Regions from separate parts of the Mus musculus genome. Here all the other regions are linked to region 1. A link is a contact called in public Hi-C and Micro-C data. All regions are on one chromosome and are shown on one strand. Each heading gives the region's core, a stretch centred on a gene start, on an enhancer-like site or on the middle of the called end of the contact. The rest is flanking DNA. Distances are from core to core; before and after follow the strand shown. Region 1 holds the start of Xkr5 (X-linked Kx blood group related 5). Region 2 holds the start of Defb3 (defensin beta 3). Region 3 overlaps Mcph1 (microcephaly, primary autosomal recessive 1).

Region 1 (4,612 bases), core at 924-3,423:
CACGTGTCTTCTGTATGTTACGGTGCTCTGACAGCCTGAAGCCTTTCTGCCACAGACAACACAGTGTTCTTCCAAGAATGTGCCTGTGGTATGCACTCTATCCAACTCAGAGCTTCTGATTTAGACCCATGTACCCTAGGAAATGCTATTTCTCTGCCTTAGTCTGTCCAAGGTCAGGGGCCAAGTGACTAGGGACCTATCTGTAGCCCAAAGCTCACAAAAAAGTACCCATAGAAAACAAGTCCTCCAAATCTATTCGCCATGGTCAGCCTGTCTTGTTTGATGAAGTTCCAGCAGAGGTTCTGGCTCCTGATCAACTGAGTCTTTCCATATGGCCCCACTCAGTATGCCCTGCCTCTTATCCCTAGGAACTGTGATCTTTCTTAAGTCTGTTCTATCCAACAGATCATTTAACTAAAACAAAACAAAACAAAACAAAACAAAACAAAACAAAACATAACCAAACCAAACCAAACCTCAAAGGAACCCAGGTCTCAACATAACCAGCACAGCATCCTTACCATTAGCAAGGAGCCCACAGGGCCTGCTAGCGATAAGACAGGCATAGTGGTAGTGGTATGTCTGTGGGGTTACACCGCATATGTGCTAAGTACCTGGGGGACCCAACAACCAGGAGTGACCTGGAGTCACCACACGGTTACAGCCAACCAGGGCTGCATGTGCTGGACTTCAGTCATAGCTGGTTCTGTGTGAGGCTGGCTTTGGATTTTCTTTTGTTTTGTGTTTCTAAGGACTGAACTCAGGGCAGTTCCTGTGCTAGGTAAGGCCTCTGCTATCCCCGAGTCCACTTTTCTGTTTATTTAGAGACAATGTTCTGCTAAGTTGCACAGGCTAGCTTTAAACTCTTTCTGCAGCCTAGTTAGGTTTAGAACTCACCACGTTCATCCACCCCCAACCTCTTCATTGGCTTGGATTATACGCCTATGCCATCAGACCAGGCTCCACCTATATAACCTCGGATGTCAGCGAGAAGCTGTGTTGGTATTACTGATTACTGAGGGGGATTGTGGAGGGTACTCAGGGACCCTTTCACACTACCGTTGTCCTGAGTTTTCTAGGATTACCAAGGAATGTAGATCAGTAGGCACAAACCTCACTGCTTGGAGGCAGAGCCGGGAACCCATCAGCTATGGGAAGAGAATAGCCACTATTCCTTTCTCAGTCCCAGGTTATGTTCAGTGCACTGACAAGCTTCCTGCTAAACATCCATTCTTTTCCTGTTGGAAAGCTAGGGGACTAGGCCACTATGGGCAACAGTGTACTTCCTAGTCTCTTAGGGCCTAAACTAGCGCCCTTTGGGATTCTGAGTGGGTGTTGGGGACGGGAATCTGCAGGGATTATTCTGTAAATCAGAGGTAAATTTCAGAGATACCATGTCCAAGAAGGGACGCGGAACCTTGTTGGATCCGGATGGTGGAGTTTCCCCAGGGACCGGGCCTTGTAGGAGAGTGGCAGAAGTGGGCGGAGGCACTCTATGCCAGCACTGAAAGGGTTACAAATTCAAACGCGAAAGGCGCGAAAACTATGGCCATCTTGCTTCATCTCCGCTACCCACAGGACCCTTGTCTTCAGTAAACCAGCGTTCTGCTGTGTCACAATCTCGAAAGGGTAACCAGTGTCCTTTGGGATCCCACCCCTCCACCTCTCCCAGCTCTTGGATCGCATGCCACCCCAGCCCGGAGCCCGGGTGTCCAGGGAGCCAGGGCGCCTCACCAAGTGCTGGCGCTCCAAAGTAGCCTCCTCACGCAGCTCTTTGCAGAGCACCAGCGAGAGGAGAGAGAAGGGACTCAGGGCTCCGGGTTTGGAGTATGGGGAGGATCCATGCATGGAGGGATGTCTAACTGGATGGAGGAAATCATGCATGGTGAGGGGATCACACAGGGAGTGCTCTGCAGGCTAGGACGGGAGATCATCGTGCGTGCACCGGCGCAGTGTTCGCCGCTTGCCTGCCTGCCGGAGGAGGAGGAGGCACAGCGGTGGTAGATGTGCCCCGCACACTGGGTTGGAGTAGGGTATTGGAGGGGTGAGCACTCGCGGGCTGCGCCTCACTCACGCGCGCTTTGCTCGGCCGCCTGCAGCAGGGCAGAGAGCCCCAGGAGCCCCGCGTGCATCTTCTGAGCTGCTGCTGCCTGTGCCCGCCCCTTCCCCTGCCCGGGACCGGGTTGGGGAGGCTTCCGGCTTGGGGCCCCAAGACAGGAGGCTTTTCTTCCCAGTCAGTTACCAAGTTGCTAGTAGGGTTGGGGTGAAGGCGGGGACAGGGGGCAGGAGGAACCGACAGGTTCTTAGGGGGCAGTCTCGCGGTCTGTGTCAGATTTGCATGCTGTCCCAGCCTCCTAACGGCTGTAAGACACAATGGGTTTGTTCTGAAGCGAAATGGGTTAGTCACTGGGTGGTCATAGTCAGCGGGTTTGCTCAAAACAGAGTCCACTTAACTACTAGTCAGAGTGGTGTATGTGTGTATGTGTATCATGGGAGGAGGAATTTGAAAAGCTGATTGGGACTTTTGAAAAATTTCAGTTGTGTGTCCAGAAAAGGGAAAGGAAACACGCCTAAAATGGCATCTGAGCCTTTAATAGCCGCTTTGCTTTCAGACCTTTCTCCCAGGTATCCTTGAGGGGTTAATCCAGATCCCCCAAAGCCAGAAGTAAACCTTCCCACGGAAAGTCTTTCTGGGAGATGGGAAAGCATCACCCTGACATTTGTTTCGATGTAGAGGTTACACAGGACTGTGGACGTGGGGACAAAGATTGTTCTGAATCGTCCATGCCCAGCGGAAAAATGTTTTATAACCCTTGAGCAGGCGTGGCAGGAAATTACTAAGTAGAGGTCAGGCCTACAGCGATTCTGCCCCATAGAATTCTTGCGAAGGAATAAGAATACACAAATTAGGACTGGAAATAAATGCTGTTCATGATTAGTGATGGGTGGGGAACATTTCAATACATTTCTCAACATTTTTAGCCTTAAAACATCCCACCACACTCCCCATCCAAATTCCTAGGTGTACGGTTTGAGAAATAAAAACATATTCTATATTTCATTTGTTAAAAACAGTCCAAGGCAGGCAAGGTGGGGGATCAGGACGTTGGCTGCCTCTCTGGTCTGTCTTGTGTGCTGTGTCCAGTGTGGAGGGACATGGCCCCCCAGGTTCAGAATCCTATAAATGGAGATCGCAGAAGGGTCAGCTGGAAGACACAACTGGGGATTCCAGCTGGGATATTCTATCTGATTCTATTCTATTTGATTGGCTGTGTGGCAAAGGTGGTTGGTTCATAATCACACCTCCTGTGCCACCAGCCTCCCTTCTCTCTACCTTTCTTTTCTTCACAGCACTTATCCAGTTACGTTTCCTCCTTGGCTAATGTGTTATCTTTTACCAGTCTGCTATGGCAGGAGGTGAGGTGCCTTCATTAGACTAATGACACTGTCTCTAGACCTGACTCAGGGGAGGCTCTTGTGAGACAGACTTCCTGGAGAGACAAAACATGACAGATAAAAGCAATGGCTGCACCCTTGTCCAGCTTGGTGAACCAATGAGTATTTACTGTGGTGACTAACTGGAGTGGGGGACTCATTACTTACAAGGAGCAGGGATGTCTCAAAAGCAGCGGCAACATCAGAGAGATCACCCTGACATGGGTTTAGATTTCTCCTGCAGGCTCCACATGGCATTAGACCAGAAATGCTGGTATTCTCTATCCTTCAAGCTGACTGGGGAAATCTCGCCTGGGTAAGGTAGATGCGTTGAGAGATCCTTTATAGTCTCAAGATTCCCACTCTTGGTAAGTCCCAGGCCCTGGCTGATATGGCCCGATTAGATTGTTGGTGGCCTCTCTGGAGAATAATCCAGCTTCCCAGAGAAGACTTCCCTAGGGTAGGTAGAACTTCTTACGCACAGGATGTGTCTGTGCTCAGGACTAAAACGGGTCCTAGAATGAGCTAGGAGCTGCCTGTGATAGGCCATCCATCTCCTTGTTTCCCACAGGACTGCTTGTAACTCTGAAGGTTGCTGATTCAGGCCTCCCAAGCAGGGTATGTCCTCCTGCTGACCCCTCAGGCACAGGACCAGCTCTTCTCTGTTCCCTTTAAATCCTGCATCCCTACCTCTCCTGTGTATTTAGTTGGTGCGGAGACTTTCCTGCCATCATAAAGGTCAGGGGAAGAAGGCCATTGTAAGTGTTGGCAAGAGATGGTAGTGAATCCTTATGGTTCCCACAGGGCCCAGAGCAGAGGGAAAGGGGGAGGGGGAGGGGGAGAGGGAGAGGGGGAGGTAGAGGTAGGTGGAGGAAAAGAGGGGGAGGGGGAGGGGGAGGGGGAGAGGGAGGTAGAGGTAGGTGGAGGAAAAGAGGGGGAGGGGGAGGGGGAGGGGGAGAGGGAGAGGGGAGGTAGAGGTAGGTGGAGGAAAAGAGGGGGAGGGGGAGGGGGAGGGGGAAGGGGAGGGGGAGAGATCTCACTTGGTATGATATGAACGTGGCCTCTCTGTGAGAAGACCTTCCTGTAAGCTAGAAATACTTTCAGCACAGGTGAGTTCTTTATGTGCTGATAAAACATGGGAAGTGGAAGATGCCAGAATCTGCCTGTGAATAAGCCC
Region 2 (4,612 bases), core at 703-3,202, 340 kb after region 1:
GTTTGTGTTTTAAAAAACATAGGAGAATTATGTCTGGTTTCTACTGGTCTATTGTATGTTAGTACTACTGAAGCTAATGAGAGGGGATTGGAACTACTCTTAGTAGAGTAAAATTATGCAATTTGAAACGATGGATATGGTAACTAACCTGAGTTGATCATTCCCTACCCTATCTATGTACTGAGATAGTACACAGAAACCCACAAATATGTACATTTACTGTATCTTGTTTTAATTTAAAACTTCTTCTTTATGCCAGTTTATGGGATTTTCAGAGGGAAAACTAGGAAAGGGGATAACATTTGAAATGTAAATAAAGAAAGTATCTAATAAAAAAACATTTGTCCATCAATTCAAAAAAGGTGGCTTTTCACAGCACATCAGTGGGAGTGGGGCATTCTAGTGTGGGTCCAAACTCTTCATTCTTCAGCCTCAAATCTGTTTGCTGAGAACTCCATACAAGAGCCTTTGTCAAAACTGTTCATACATTATTGATTTCTGCTCATATGGTTATTACAACTTCCTGTAAGGAAGAAGGAATCCTGAGTAAGATAAATTATTTTTCTCTTACAAAATCCTTATTTCTCAGTTCTCAGAATGAGTTAAGCCATGATACATGTCAATGGTTTTCTAGGATAAAGATGTAAAGCTGGGTTACAGAATTTCCAAGAGTCTTCACTCAGAGATGAGCCACACAGCACCCCTCAGACAGTTCACAGCAAGTACAGTAGGGAGATGGTTCAAGAGACTTGAATCTCACTGTCATGGATTCTTTTTTTTTTTTGGTTTTCTTCCTTTTATTATTAATATATTATTTGCTCTTTGTAATTCTCATATATGACTTATCTTGATCATATCAAACATACCCATATCTCCTCTTCCAGTTTCCCTGTGTTCCTAAATTCACGTGATGTTCTTTATTTTTAAATAAAATCTTGCTTAATTAATTTTACTTTAATTGAATCCCTGATAATTTGATCCATTTTATTGATGAGTTTATCTTTTTTTATTATATATTTTTTTATTACGTATTTTCCTCAATTACATTTCCAATGCTATCCAAAAAGTCCCCCATACCCTCCCCCCCCCCACTACCCTACCCACCCATTCCCACTTTTTGGCCCTGGCTTTCCCCTGTACTGGGGCATATAAAGTTTTCGTGTCCAATGGGCCACTGTCATGGATTCTAAGGATAGAATTCAAGAATCAACTTGACCCCTCACCACTGATACTCACATCATCTTAGAAAGAGAAGAACCACAGACCCAAAGGCTAGTATGTCCCACAAAGTTCATTACAAAGTGGTTAGAACCAGCTACTCCCTGCTTTCTTCTAGGTGGGAATGGGGCACCATGTTCAGGTATCACATTACCAACTCATTGCATTCTCTGAGACAGGAAGCAGCATACCCATCTGACTCCACTGTAGTAAATGAACTCCACTGTTGAGCAGTAACTTGGGGAAATCTATGAAATGAGGCCCATGTTCTGACCTAAAAAGCTTGGAGAACCTTGACTTGGCTCACATTCTGTTGCCTCCAGCAGCTGAGTGTGCCTAAGCTCAAATGGATTTATGTGAAATTACTCCCCACTGAGGCCTAAGCCTGTTGACAGACTCTAAGATGACTAAGTCAAATGTCTGAGTTATAGACAAGTAAGCTCCAATTGTAACCAGTAAGAATGTCCCAGGACAGCCTGGGTCCAGCTAAGATGTAAGGCAGGAAGCTGTTCTTGATGAGCAGTGCAGGAGGAAATCATCTGGGGATCCTCACATTTGCATAAGGAACACTGAGTGTGCTCTCAAAGGGTCACTCCTTGACAAGAGAGGTAAGGTGCTCTTGTTTCATAATTGTAATTTTGACGTTCTATTCAGTGTCGAAATCTACCCAGGGGGCAGCACCTGGCACTATATAAGGCACTGAGCTCAAGTCCCTCTGCATCTCTGCACCTCACCAGGCTTCAGTCATGAGGATCCATTACCTTCTGTTTGCATTTCTCCTGGTGCTGCTGTCTCCACCTGCAGGTGAGTCAGGGGAGTAGGGTCATCCCACACTGATAGGAGAGACAACACCCTACATCAGGTGTGTGTGTATGTGTGTGTGTCTGTGTGCCTATGTATCTCTGTGTTTGTCTCGGAGTCTCCCTCTCTATGTATCTTTCTGTTTCTCTGTGTTTGCATCTCTCTCTGTGTCTTTGTGTTTCTGTGTCTCTATGTTTGTGTCTGTCTGTCTGTCTATCTCTCTCTCTTTCTGTGTATGTGTGCATGTGTATACCTTTATGTCCCTTAATCTTCGTGTGTTGGTTTGTCTCCCTCTCATTTTATGTGTGTGTGTTCCTCTGCGCATGCATCTGTCTTTCTGTCTCTATGTGTATATGTCTGTCTTTCTGTGTATAAGTCCATATCTATGTTTCTGTCTGTGTCTTTTTCTCCTTTTTACATATACCCTCCTTACTTTTGCATTTTTCTTTCTTTCTTCTAAGCATTTTAGAAAATGTGTATTGTTGACTACTAACACAAACCAAGGACTCTTTCTTTTTCCCTTGAAGGAGTCTAAGGTAGACACATGCTCTGCTCATCTGCAGCAATTGACTTCCATTTCCTAACTCCTGATGCTAAGCTTAAGATTATCAAATGAGTGTCTTATAGGTAGCTTAAAAATAGTAACATGAAGAATGTTTGATTCTTACATGAACAGAAAGGTATTAATTTAGAAATCTTTACATATAAGGAGTAGAGTCTCTGCTTACTCTAGAGAACTCCTCAGAATAACCAGCCTAGCCTGTTTGAGAACTTCTGCTCCCCTTAGCCCCATGGAATACCCCTGAGCACACAGTGTCTACAGGGTTAATGAGGTTCATAGCACAGGGGAGGCTATTAAATCCTGTCTCCCAAACTTTTGCTTAAGTGTATTTAGTGGAAAAAATTTATTTTCTGTAAATTATGTGTATATGTATTGATTTGTATATGGGTATGTGCCAAGTAGTACAGTACTCACAGAGGTCATAAAAGGAAATCATATCTCTCAGAGATGGAGTTATTTATAGGCACATATGGCCTGCCTGATATGGTACTAGGAACTTATCTCAGGTCTTCAGCAGGAGCAGTATGCACTCCTACAGGCTGAGCCATCTTTCCAGGCTCCAAGCTGTGTTTCATACTTGACTTTAGACAAACAGAATAATGGGGTTAGACAACTCATGTGAGGGAGCTAAAACAAGTAATGAGTTGGAGAGGAATTGATGAACACATCTTAGGCCAACCTGTGGCCTCTATATGTGTGTGCACACATGCACATTCATGTGCACAGTCACACTCAGTGTCTGTTTCACATGCTAGAAGTAGGGGCTTGTGTGTGGAGAAGCAAAGGCAGGGCTGCTAAGAAGTAGCTAGGGAGTCACACAAAATCTTTCCTGAGCTACTGCATGCTGGCTTTGAATACTCCAATCAGTCAGGGGTTGAGCAGATCCTTCAACATTTGGGTCCTAGGAATACCAGCACCTCCTCTACACTGCAACTGTGCCTGTCTCGAACAAGAATTGGATTCAGCCCTGCTAAAACAGACATTACTGTTTGGGCAGAACAATCTGCTGGGATCTACTTATCATAAGAACACATTGGTATGTATTTCTGACCTACCACTTTCAATTTTAATGTATGGTTTTTCTTACTTATCTTTCAGCTTTTAGCAAAAAAATCAACAATCCAGTAAGTTGTTTGAGGAAAGGAGGCAGATGCTGGAATCGGTGCATTGGCAACACTCGTCAGATTGGCAGTTGTGGAGTTCCTTTCCTCAAATGCTGCAAGAGAAAATAGAGAAGACCAAGATCCCGTTAAACAAAGAAAACACCAGAATTTGCTCCTCCATGAAGATGGACAAATCTTAAACCAAATTAATATTCCTTGATTAAATGCAAACAAGTGCTCCCTAGCAGCTGTGTGAGCTCACAGTTTGTTTTCTCATGGGCTGAATTCTAAAATACTTGTAGATGTCAATCAGTGACACAAGCAGGGCTCTCTTATGTTTCTGGACTTTATGGATATCTGTTCCAGTCTCTGATATGCTAACTGATTTCCTGTAGACAGCACACACAGCCATCCTACCTGCCTTCTTCATCCCTTTGCCTCCTTAACCTCTGCTTCATCCATCCAATCTGAAAGAAAGGCAAAGATGGAGACTCCAGCTACTCTTTAGCTTGTGCCTCTTAGTCATTTATGCCTTGTGTGTTTGTGGCTAAGACTTTAATATACTCTTTGGCTATGAAAGCTCTTGAGTGTGGGTTCCAGAGTCTCTTGTTCATTTATGTACTGACCAATGATGGGATATATCGCATCATGTTATTTTAAATTGAATGGCCAAGTTGAGTCAGTGGGAGGCTTTGTTACATGTAGATATAAGACAAAAGGACCTTATGGACAAAAAGGCCTTATTGAAAGCAATAAGAAAGAAGAGCAGGGTTAAGAAAAAAAAGGTTATGGTTAGTAAAGCAAAAGTTCAGAGTCTGTCCTAGTCCTGACCTTCCCACTGGGGCTTTTACAGTATGATGGTCTCCCCATCTGGCTTGGACGGGGCTTTTCAGTTAATGTGCATACAATTTATATTCATGAGAATAAT
Region 3 (4,612 bases), core at 1,374-3,873, 330 kb before region 1:
ATGCTTGTTTTAAAGTGGGACAAAATGCGTCTTCTCTAACTAGTATGAACCAAGGCTTTCCCCAAACTCTTACCTACAAAAGATGATTGGTAATTTAATGAACTTGGGCTGATGGTCTGTGAGTTAAACAACTTTTGTAACCCAGAAGGAAGGTGGTAGTGCTTACACACCAGAACTGGTGCGGGCAGTCCATACTATCTGACCTTGTGCTTATGGTGGCTGGGATATTCTTAACGTGGTAATCGGGATCCTCAGATTCAGTCGTTCTCTGTTCAGATGAGTCCCAACCATCTCCTTTTGCTCTTCAGTAGAACAAGTTGGTACGAACTACTCTGTTAAACTCGTAACTGTGCTAGAAAAGAGGCACATACGATACACTTAACTCCTGCTCCTTTCTCACCGTTCTCACTGGGCTTTCTTGTTTTCTTTCTCCCTTTCTCTCCTATCATCTCCCACCTTCTCTCCTCTCACCATCTAACTGTATCTCAGGCTGGCCTTCAGCAGTCTTTGTGCCTCTGCCTCCCCAGTGTTGGGGTCGTCAGCGCGAGTCAGTGCATCCAGCTCTCCTGGTAGGACCATTCTGAAGCTGTGGGCTTCTGTAGGCTTAAATGTGGGCCTTTCTTAAAAGCAGCTTTGTAAAAGTGTGGCTTAAATCAAGTGTGGTGGCTCATGTCTGTAACACTAGGATCTGGGAGGCTGAGACAGGAGGATCACAGAGTTTAAGGCCAGCTTAGGCCTTCTGGCTTGTTCCAAACAACCTGGGGTACGATGCCAGACACTGTCTTTAAATGTCCCCTTTGAGTTTATAGATTGGTTTGTTATCTCATAATCACCAAAGTCAAAAGACTGGGGTTTTATATGCCAGAGTAACACCGCCCGCCCCTTTGAAGTCAGCACCTTTCTCCCCATCCTTCAGCCTGGAGCAGCCTGTGATCTGGATTCTGTAGGCAGTTCATTCCTTGATGTAGGATTTCAGGCAGATGGACTCTTCTCGCATGGACTGTTTGGCTTCCTCCACTTGAATGATAGTTTAGAGATTTCTTCATGTTTCATGCAGTAATAGTTTCCTTTGTCTAGCCAAGTAGTATCCATTGCATGTGCATACCACAGTGCATTTGCCAGTGGTGGAAATGTGAACGGTTTCCCATTTTTGGTTACTATGAATGAAGTTGTTATGGAGATTTGTGTTTGTGCCTTTCTGTGTTTTCATTTCTCGTGGTTTATCACCCAAACAAGGTGGCTGCATGGTTTTATGTTCCTCTAGCAGTGTGAGTGTTCTTTTGTTCCATGCCTTCACCCACACTTGGGATTTGTCCATCATCTGAATTTAGCAATTAAGAGTGGATACATAGCAGCCTTTCGTAAGTTCTAATTTACATACCATATAATTTTCTCAGTTAAACTATACAATTTACTGCTTTTAAACATACTCAAAGAGTTGTACAGCCATCTCCACAATTTTAAAGTATTTTGTACCTGGAGTTGAAGCCTGCACCCTTTAGCTCTCACTCCCACGTCTGAAGCCTCAGCAGCTGTTTATTCACTTCCTGCCTTTATAGTTTTCCAGTTCTGGGTATTTTTGTATAAATGCAGCTATATAGTTTGGCAATGCCTGAAGCTGCTTCTTAGCAAAATCTGTTCTGTTGTCCCTTTTATTTGCTTCCTTTTTCTGATCAAATAGTGCTTGATTGTATGAGAGTATATGCATGAGCACACAGGAACACACACAACACACGCACAAGCAAAATGCTTATTGGACTCACAATTCCAGGTTATAGCATCATGGCAGTCATGTCACTGCAGCAGGTGGATGAGAGAATTGGTTCTGTTCCATCCATGGTCAAGAGCAGGGAACATTGAATGTACATGTGTTAATAGTACTCAGCTCTGCTCCTCCCTGTTTTATGCAGTCCAGGATCTCTTTCTCAGTGAATGGTTTCATCCAAGGCAAGATATTCTTGCCTTACTCTAGACAGTCCTTTACAGACATGCCTAGGAGCCTGTCTCCTGGGTGCTGAGCTGTTAGTTCATAGTAACTATCACAGGGTAGAAGGTAGTCAGCCCATATATGTGTACCGTGTGCATACGGTGCCCACAGAGGCCAGAACAGTGCATCATCCCCGGAACTGTACAGTTACACTATAGATGATTATGAGTCACCCAGTGACTAATCCAGGTCTTTTGCAAGAGCAGCACTGCACTAACAGCCAGCCGTCTCTCCAGCCACAGGAAATTTGTCTTTAACCAGTCCCCCTCAGAGTACCCTGCTCCCACAGGCAACGTGTATGCATCTTTTGCTCACAAATGTTCTTTCTTTTTATACCACTGTACAAGCCAGTGGCTTCTGCTTGCAGTTCTGATAGGAAGTAGGTAGTTGGATCTTGTGTCCACCATGGATACAGTTCCTGTCACATAGAGCTTTTTCCCTTCCTCCTGTGCTGCCTGCCATCCCAATGTCCAAAGCTCTTGGCTTCTAGTTATCTCACATGGACATAAGAATTCCACCCTGGTGTTAGGAGAGTGGGTGTTTCTAGGCACCCATGTCCAGACATGCTCACCTGCTCCTCTCTCTTGTGCTCCCCACTCCCGCTGGGGAGGACCTGGAGTCCTTGACTTCTGCACCTCTGCTAGGCCTGGACTTCCTTTTGTTTGTTTGGTTGGTTACTTTCCAGTTCTGCAGGCAGCTCTTACCCACTCCTTGTTTTCATTAGTTTATGTCCCATTTGTTTTCTTTTACTGTTATTTTATTGGGATCTGGTGGACGAAGAGAAAATCGTGCACTTGTTCTGTCGTTTAACCCAGATGACAAAACCTGTTTTATTCCCTAAACATTGCTTAGTTATTATCTCAGGGCCCTGTTGTGCCTACTCTGTTACTGTCAATCTTCAGTGGTCCCTTGGGTACTCTCTTGCTCCTGAAACCTATTGTTTGGGTGACCTATTTGTGACACTTCCTTCAATACCTCTTTCCTTAGATAGAACCTGCAGGGGCAGGAGGTCAGCTCTTAAGCATAGCAAAATGTCCGCAGGGAGACCAGAACTCTGTGTGATGGTCTCTCATAACTGGGGTTGTCTGCCTGATCTTTCTCAAAGCATTGGTGGTATGTAGGAAAGTTACTTATTTGGTTTTTATGTTGATTTTGTATCTGTCACTTTGCTAACATGTTTATCAGGGCATTTATGCTGGAGGCTTTATGGTTCCTTAATAGATAATATCTTCTAGAAATAAGAACACTGACTTCTTCCTATGCTACTTGTATTCTTTTTATTTACCTCTCTTGTCTTATTGTTCTTTCTAAAAGTCCATTCCTCTTTTAAGGTAGGGTCTCATTACGTAACTCTGGCTGACCTGGAACTTGCTCTGTAGACCAGGTTGACTATGAACTCACTCTACCTCTGCCTGAGTGCTGGGATTAAAAGCGTGAAGCACCATGCCTGGATTTATAGTTTGTATTCTTTCACTTGAAATATATACATGCTCAAGTGGGACTGGTTTGTAGGAAGATGGAAGTGTCATTCCTTCCTAGTGGATTGTGAGTGTTGTGAACTATCTATAGACAGATGGCAGCAGCCACAACTGCCAGAGAGGCTTGCTGCAAACATTGTAATTTTGTAAATATTATTATTATTATTATTATTATTATTATTATTACAAGTCATTCCTGTAACTTCAGTAACTGTTTAGAGATGGTGAAGCTGAGGTAGGCTGTATATGTGGAGATTCTAAGGTGGACCATAAGGACAGGGAGATAGGCTGGTAGATGTGGAGACACTAAGGTGGGCCATAAGGGCTGGTAGGTGTAGAGACACTAAGGTGGGCCATAAGGACAGGGATGAGCTAGATCGACTGGGGAAGTAGTGAGTGAGATTAGATAGAAAGGATGGGCCTGTGTCCGTGAGGATCAACAGGATAGATTATAGCTACAGAGGGTCAGTTAAGAGGAGGAGGGTGTGGAGAAGAGAGGAAATGAGGTAGGAATGAGAGGAGAGACTGGGCTATGCACAGAATAATTATTATCGTACACTATCAAAGTCAAAGCAAGACCATGAAAACATATTTATGCAGGACGGAGAGATGGCTCAGAGCACTGGCTGTTCTTATAGGGGACCTGGGCTCAATTCCCAGTACCCACAAGGCTCTACTCATAGCTGTCTCAGGCCCTCTTCTGGTCTCTATGGATACAATGCAAACAAATGGTGCACAAAAAACCATGCAGACAAAACACTTGTACCCATAAGATGAAATAAAAATAAATGTAAAAAGACATTTGTGGAACTTGAAAAACAAAGACAGTGAAAATACTGTTAGAATTATCATATATGTCAGTCAATGTTTCTGCCCTGGAGGGATGGGTTTTGAGTCCCTCCCCTCCCTATGATGTCTCAGGTAGCAGCAGACTACTAATGAGAGAGGTGCTGCTTGTTGTTCTAGTTCATACTTTCAAACCCCATTTGTGAGGATGCAGTGTCCTAGAGAATTTAAAACCAAACCAAACCAAACAAAACAGTTACCTTTGGGACCAAGTTTCCGCCCTTTTGCCAGTAGGTGTCACACCCTCCTTGCATTTTCCCAGCCCTCTTCGCAGAATGGTGCTGTTGGGAAATTTCCCTGT

The links. A called contact is a pair of places that touch in the nucleus more often than the background predicts.
Region 2: a Hi-C map of embryonic stem cells shows a contact between it and region 1, with 4 times the contacts expected there. The contact joins the promoter of Defb3 here to the promoter of Xkr5 in region 1. A contact is called at or near these places in 4 of 39 promoter capture datasets (the C10 cell line, the HPC-7 cell line, embryonic stem cells and 1 more), 5 of 484 Hi-C or Micro-C datasets (all in embryonic stem cells) and 1 of 9 other capture datasets (embryonic stem cells).
Region 3: a contact with region 1 is called in a Micro-C map of trophoblast stem cells, with 4 times the contacts expected there. The contact joins the enhancer-like site here to the promoter of Xkr5 in region 1. A contact is called at or near these places in 17 of 39 promoter capture datasets (the 3T3-L1 cell line, 3T3-L1-derived adipocytes, the C10 cell line and 12 more), 2 of 15 datasets of contacts at CTCF or cohesin (both in the NIH/3T3 cell line), 22 of 484 Hi-C or Micro-C datasets (the 63-12 cell line, the C10 cell line, the G1E-ER4 cell line and 16 more), 17 of 115 datasets of contacts at active chromatin or transcription factors (the 230-238 cell line, the HPC-7 cell line, the NIH/3T3 cell line and 10 more) and 3 of 9 other capture datasets (adipose tissue, embryonic stem cells and liver).

Annotation. Positions count from the first base shown.
Region 1 is chr8:18,948,802-18,953,413 of GRCm38.p6, forward strand. Xkr5 (X-linked Kx blood group related 5) reads right to left here and starts at 2,174. Exons shown (of 7, transcript NM_001113350.2): 1 at 2,075-2,174. The coding sequence starts at 2,132. Gm40464 (a long non-coding RNA gene) reads left to right here and starts at 1,466. Exons shown (of 3, transcript XR_870173.3): 1 at 1,466-1,629.
Region 2 is chr8:19,291,409-19,296,020 of GRCm38.p6, forward strand. Defb3 (defensin beta 3) reads left to right here and starts at 1,953. Exons shown (of 2, transcript NM_013756.2): 1 at 1,953-2,022; 2 at 3,680-3,931. The coding sequence starts at 1,965. The coding sequence ends at 3,813.
Region 3 is chr8:18,617,153-18,621,764 of GRCm38.p6, forward strand. The region is part of intron 3 of Mcph1 (microcephaly, primary autosomal recessive 1); the gene reads left to right. Among named protein-coding and RNA genes, the nearest start is that of Gm25763, 5.4 kb to the left of the region's middle. Within about 2 kb of position 2,624, at least 122 of the 459 cell types and tissues checked have an H3K27ac peak or open chromatin away from gene starts, as enhancers often do. A contact at or near this core is called in the 63-12 cell line, the G1E-ER4 cell line, the N1E-115 cell line and 8 more, where this site is marked.